Linked DNA regions of Muntiacus reevesi: region 1 is linked to region 2. Evidence: chromatin contacts called from public Hi-C data. All regions are on one chromosome and are shown on one strand. Each heading gives the region's core, a stretch centred on a gene start, on an enhancer-like site or on the middle of the called end of the contact. The rest is flanking DNA. Distances are from core to core; before and after follow the strand shown. Region 1 holds the start of COQ7 (coenzyme Q7, hydroxylase). Region 2 holds the start of RPS15A (ribosomal protein S15a).

What was found. Hi-C and Micro-C count contacts between places; a contact is called where the count stands out from the background.
Region 1: a Hi-C map of blood shows a contact between it and region 2, with 4 times the contacts expected there. The contact joins the promoter of COQ7 here to the promoter of RPS15A in region 2. A contact is called at or near these places in 2 of 3 Hi-C or Micro-C datasets (blood and muscle).

What each region holds. Positions count from the first base shown.
Region 1 is chr2:195,624,769-195,628,153 of mMunRee1.1, reverse strand. COQ7 (coenzyme Q7, hydroxylase) reads left to right here and starts at 1,336. Exons shown (of 6, transcript XM_065920306.1): 1 at 1,336-1,471. The coding sequence starts at 1,399.
Region 2 is chr2:195,166,870-195,169,901 of mMunRee1.1, reverse strand. RPS15A (ribosomal protein S15a) reads left to right here and starts at 1,524. Exons shown (of 5, transcript XM_065924411.1): 1 at 1,524-1,590; 2 at 2,622-2,759. The coding sequence starts at 2,627.

The sequences.
Region 1 (3,385 bases), core at 87-2,586, 460 kb before region 2:
CTGCAGTCTAGGATTATAAGCAAGAGCCCCTGAAACTGCAATATGAAGTCTCACCCTTGGGGTGGGTGTACAGCCCAGGACCCTTTCCCAGTAGGGACTCCAGATTGCTGTTAACAAGGGACTTCCAGCCTGTTCAAGTCTAGATGTAGGTTGGCCCAATTTGGTGGTGTATGTGTTGTTAATTCTCTCTATTGTTTCTATTTCTCTTCTTTTAATTATTGTATGTTGAAACTGTCAATCTTCCATAAAAATGTGAAATTGTTTATGTATGTAATACCATGTGGTTTCTTGTGTTAATGAGTCCTTCCAACCTGAAAGGAAAGTAAAACTTTCAGCAAAAAAGTGCGTTAAATTTTAAAACAATTAGCAACATTATTCTACAATAGCAGTCTATCTTAAATATTTTATAGTGATGGATAAAAGATATATAATCCAAGAATGTAAAGTAGAAAATGAAAGTCACCTCACAATTTCAACTCTAGAGTTACCATTATTAAACATGCCTCCACACATGCACAGCCTCCCGACCAGTGATTTATTACAATTAATGAGTCTACCCTGACAGACAGGATACAGACTCAAAAGTATGAAATATGTTGCTAAATCTACTCATTCAACCTTCCCCTCAAGAAACAGTTTGCACCAATTTCCTGGGGACTCCGATGGTAAAGAATCTGCCTGCAGTGCAGGAGACTCAAATTGGATCCCTGGGTGGGGAAGATCCCCTGGAGAAGTGAATCCCTACCCACTCCACTATTCTCGCCTGGAGAATTCTATGGAGAGAGGAGTCTGGCACACTACAGCCCATGGGGGTCACAAAGCGTCCCGCACGACTGAGGTACTAACACAAGCTCTAACAGTAAAGGGGAAATAAGGATAGCAATAATAAATGTTCTTTGTAGAAAATCTAAAAATAGAGAAAAGGAGTAGGAGGAAATTTAGTTTGTCAACCCCAGTACCTAGAGTCAACACTATTTGCACGTGGTGAATTGAATTTCAGACTGTAATTTCTACTATTTTAAAGAGCCTACAGATAGAAATTTCCTGTATTGGCAAAGCACAAAATACAGTGGCTTTGCCGGTAAACAATTCCCTCATGGTCCTTTTCCTCAGGAATTGAAGTGAGTAATCTTTCACCTGTTTGGATTTTTGAAAGAGCCAGTTAGCATTCTCATCTCCATGGCAACTCTTTACGTAGTGATTGATAGCGACTGCATCCACTAGAGTCTTTTCATTTGACACTTCCAACCAATCGGGTGGAAGCTTGGGACTAGGGGCGTTTCCACCAGTGCGCGAGGCAGCCGCATCTGCCTTACGTCAGCCGTGCGTCATCAAGTCTGCGCCAAGGACACGGTTGGCCCGCTCCGTTCAAAGAGTAGTAGTGCTGCTTCCGCGGCAATGAGTTGTGTGCGGGCGGCGGCGGCTAGCTGCCTGTGGCGCCTGCGCACAGGCGCCCTGCAGCCCCTCTCAGGTAAAGGGGAGGCCTGAACGCGATCGCGCGTGGGACTGAGGAGCCCGGGAATTTTCTCCTTAGGCTTAGGTCGGAGAGGTCACGGGGCGGGTAGACGTTCACACGTCACAGGGCTGCGACGGAGGGCGACTGCGCGGCTGGAAAAGCGGCGCGAGGCGTGTAATCGGCCGCGGGCCCCGCCGGACCGAAAGGGGGTGGGTTTTCCGCTGTGACGTTCTGGCGAGCCCATTGGGCGTCCGCGCATTGCGGGCAATGACGTAATTTCACGCCTGTTCTGTGACGTCACGGCAGGTGTGGTAGGGGTTCCGGACTGAGGAGAGTTGGCAGTCTTGAAAGTTTAGTGTACTGGTGAGGGAGTGGGTGGTCCTTGTAGCTTTCGCTTATGGCCTTGTAGGTGGCCCTACGACCGGCAGCGTGGGCTTCCTCCCATACGCCCGCCCCACTCCGGAGCTTGTTAGAAACGCAGATTCTCAGATCGCTCTCCTAACCTACCGGATCTTAACAAGCCCTTGGAATGACTCGTGTGCATTTGCAAGTTAGAGAAGCACCGGAATGTTGGAAGGAGCATCGAATTGGAGTAGGGAGGATTGGGCTTAGATTCTGACTCGTCTTTTCCTCATTTATCCGAGCTGCCTCAGAAAATTGTGAGGTCATTTTCTCAAAGTTAAACCATTCGTGTACCACCGTCAGGATTTTTGCTTTATAACAATACCACTGATATTACTAGAGTTTTTTTTTTTTTTTAATATCCCTAAACCGTATTCCTTTTTTAAGTTAGAACATTGGAATCTAGATCCCTAGGTAAAAGGAAAACCAGTATCTCTTGTCCCAAAAAGAAAATCATAAAAGTACGCTGAAAACAAGTTATTGTATTAGATACTCTTGGCTACCAAGGTTTGAACTCAAGACCATCTTTTTTCTCGTAAGAAAGGAAAATTAACAAGTGTTAGGAAGATTTTAAGATACGCCAGCTGTAAACTGAGACAGTTTCCTTGATAAAATCAAAAGAGTTGGAAGAGAATCAGTTAAGTTGCTCAGTCCTGTGTGTGACTCTTTGCAACCCCATGGACTGCTGCACACCAGGCTTCCCCTGTCCATCACCAACTCTGGGAGCTTGCTCAGACTCATGTCCGTTGAGTCAGTGATGCCATCCAACCATCTCATCCTCTGTCTTCCCCTTGTCCTCCTGCCTTCAGTCTTTCCTAGCGTCAGGGTCTTTTCCAGTGAGTCAGTTCTTCACATCACATTGCCAAAGAATTGGAGTTTCAGCTTCAGCATCTGTCCTTCCGGTGAATATTCAGGACTGATTTCCTTTAGGATTGACTGGTTGGATCTCCTTGAAATCCAAGAGACTCTCAAGGGTCTTCTCCAACACCACAGTTCAAAAGCATTGATTCTTCCGTGCTCTGCATTCTTTATAGTCCAACTCTCACATGACCACTGGAAAAACCATAGCTTGGACTAGACAGACCTTTGTTGGCAGAATAACTGCTCTGCTTTTTAATATGTTATCTAGGTTGGTCATAGCTTTCCTTCCAAGGAGCAAGTGTCTTTTTATTTCAGGGCTGCAGTCACCATCTGCAGTGATTTTGGAGCCCAAGAAAATAAGATCTCTCTTCTGTTTGCCATGAAGTGACGGGACTGGATGCCATGATCTTAGTTTTCTGAATGTTGAGTTTTAAGCCAGCTTTTTCACTCTTCTCTTTCACTTTCGTCAAGAGGCTCTTTAGTTCTTCGATTTCTGCCATAAGGGTGGTGTCATCTGCATATATGAGTTTATTGATAATTCTCCTGGCAATCTTGATTCCAGCTTGTGCTTCATCCAGCCCGGCATTTCACATGATGTACTCTGCATTTAAGTTAAATGAGCAGGGTGACAATATACAGCTTTGACATACTCCTTTCCCAATTTGG
Region 2 (3,032 bases), core at 275-2,774:
GGGACCTTGTAAGTTTTTGTAAGGAATCTGGATTTTACTGAGGCTGACAGAAATCCTTGGAGAGTCCAAGGTCGGACAAGTTTTAAAATGATCATTCTGGCAGCCACGTGGGAAACACAGGGAAGGGGGTGGAAAATAAGGGAAGGGTAAGAAGGGAGGGTTCCTTGGACTGCCAGGAGATCCAACCAGTCCCTCCTGAAGGAGATAAGTTCTGGGTGTTCATTGGAAGGACTGATGCTGAAGCTGCAACTCTAATACTTTGGCCACCTCATGCGAAGAGCTGACTCATTGGAAAAGACCCTGATGCTGGGAGGGATTGGGGGCAGGAGGAGAAGGGGACGACAGAGGATGAGGTGGCTGGATGGCATCACCGACTCGATCGATGGGCATGAGTTTGAGTAAACTCCGGGAGTTTGTGATGGATAGGGAGGCCTGGCGTGCTGCGATTCCTGGGGTCGCAAAGAGTCGGACAGGACTGAGCGACTGAACTGACTGACTGAAGAAGGGAGGGTAAGGGTGAAAGCGGTGAGGAAGCTTAAGTCCTGGGCAGAAGCTTAGCCTGAGGTCACTCAGCTCCAGAGAGGGCGGCGCCAGAATTCACTGACTCCCAGGCAGCCGGACCTCGAGCCCGAAGCAGTAACTACTGAGCATTTATTTAATGCGTGCCAGGCATTTTGCGAGCCCTTTGTCACCATTATCTCATCTGACCCTTGCAACAACCTTGAAGAGGCCGAGCTTTTATTTCGAAACATTTGTGGCTTTCTTTGCAACTGTGTCTTTCAAAACTTGAAAGAAAAATCTGGAACTCCAGAAAATAATTTCTAATATTTAGGGAGCGTCAAAAAGGAAGCATCGATTAAGAAAAATATTTTTTACTCTTTTGAAAAAGTATAAACAAATTTCAAAAGACAAAAAGAAATTGTATAAGGAGAAAGCTCTACCCTGGTCGCTCAGTGGTAAAGAATTCGCCAACGCACGAAACCCGTGTTCGATTCCTGGATGGGGACGATCCCCTGGAGAAAGAAATGGCAACTTACCCATCTTTGCCTGGGAAATCCTTTGAACACAGGAGCCTTACCGGCTACAGTCCATAGGGTCACAAACAGTCGGATACGACTTAGCGACTAAACAACAAAAATGGGGAGAAAAGCATGACTCCCATCCCACTTTCTAACGCCCTTCCCAAAGGCAATTGCCGCCGATTATCCCTTGCAGAGATAGTGTAAATACGCACGTATCAAAATTCATTCTAAATAGTCAACAGTTACTGCAATAAAAATTAGTAAATATCTAGGCTCTCGTCAGTTTTTCGTTTTTACCAATTAGCTGCTAGAAAGGAGTTTAAAACTACCAATTCCGCATCTCTTGCCAGGTGACTGCCCCCATGCCGCGCCGGGGATGTTCGATTCCATCGATTCTCTACTACCTACCCCGGAGGAGGCTCCGCCCCTTCACCCGCCTCCTTCCAGTAGGCAATCCTTCTTTATTTGTTTTTGGCGGGGCTTTAAAAGTCTCGCGATAGCCCGACCCGTAACCCATAATTCCGTGCGCTCGCCCCTCCCGTCCTCTTTCCGCCATCTTTCCGTGCCGGTGAGTATCTCTCTCTGAGCTACCCAACATCATCCCTCGGTTATCGGTGCCATCCTGTGGTGTGGGAGTCGCGCTCCGTGTCCTGCGAGGATGTCGGAGGCCTCCTGGGCCGGAGATGCTAGCCTTGCTTGGGTCTGGGCAGGCATAGGGGAGAGTAATGCCCGGCTATTCCATGCTTTGCCTCCGGGAGAGCCCGGCCTCTGGGGCGCAGGCCGCAGCCCTTGGGAACAGGGAGCTTTGGACCGTTCCGGAGGGGTGGCAGCTCCGAATCTTTCGGCGGCGCCAGTACCTCCCGGTAGTGGTTGAGGCAGCTTGTTGGCTCCGAGAAGCACTGGAGGGCCACGGAGTTGGTGGGCCGTGCAGCTTCCCGTTACTGTGGTTGCGCCGGGAGCTTGGGAGATGAGGACCCTCAGGAGGGGAAACTGCATCCTGCCTGTGGTGGCGGTTTGCTGGGAGCGAATCTGGTTTCCTCTGAAGACACTGTGGAGCTGGAGGAAGTAGGTTGGAGCGCTACTGTTGTGGTTTGAGACATGCCTCTGTTCCTAACTTTCAAAAGTTTATTAGATGAAGTTTGTGCCCATTGAGGTAAGAGTCCAGTCTAGTGCATGTGAAATGTTTCAGTTTATTACTTTGGTACCCTTACTGTTGGGCATAGCTTTAGATGGCACAGGGCCGGACATTTTATGTTAATAGAGTAGTTCTGGGTGTTAGGTGAAAGTTGAGTAGTTCTTTCGGTTATTGGGAAAAGGCTGACTGAGTAGGTTTAAGGGACCGAGTTAATAGTAGAGATGCTGCTGAATTCCACAAGTTTGATTATCAACTCTCATTTTGAATAACCTACCACGACTGGTGTTTTTGTTTTAGTAGTTGACATCCTTCTTGGGTTACTGGGGAAACAGCCTGCTGAGAAATGGGGACGCTTCCACATGATTGAGGCAGAAAGGAAAGGAAGTGTTCGCAGGGAAATGATAGGGTGCCTGTTAATGGTAAAACGGTGCCGGTAAAACGCCTGTTTTGTTTTCCGAGAACAGCCAGAATGGTGCGCATGAATGTCCTGGCTGATGCTCTCAAGAGTATCAACAACGCTGAAAAGAGAGGCAAACGCCAGGTGCTTATTCGGCCGTGCTCCAAGGTCATCGTCAGGTTTCTAACAGTGATGATGAAGCATGGTAAGTTGCTGTTTTATGTTTTGAGATAAACATGCTGTGGAATGGGGCTTGGAGAAATTAACTGAGGAGAGAGGTCTGGAGAGGGAAAATGGGGAGCAAGGTGGCAGTCAGATGTGGTAACTAATGCAGTTGACTTGGGCTGTGGACAGGGTAGTCCTGGAGAAGTGATGCTGTTTAAGAAATGCTGAGTAGGACAGGACTGTTGAAAGAAGGAGGTTTGTGACTGTTGCTCTGCTAGGTGTTTGGCAGCTAAAATGGCCTTTGTTGATAATA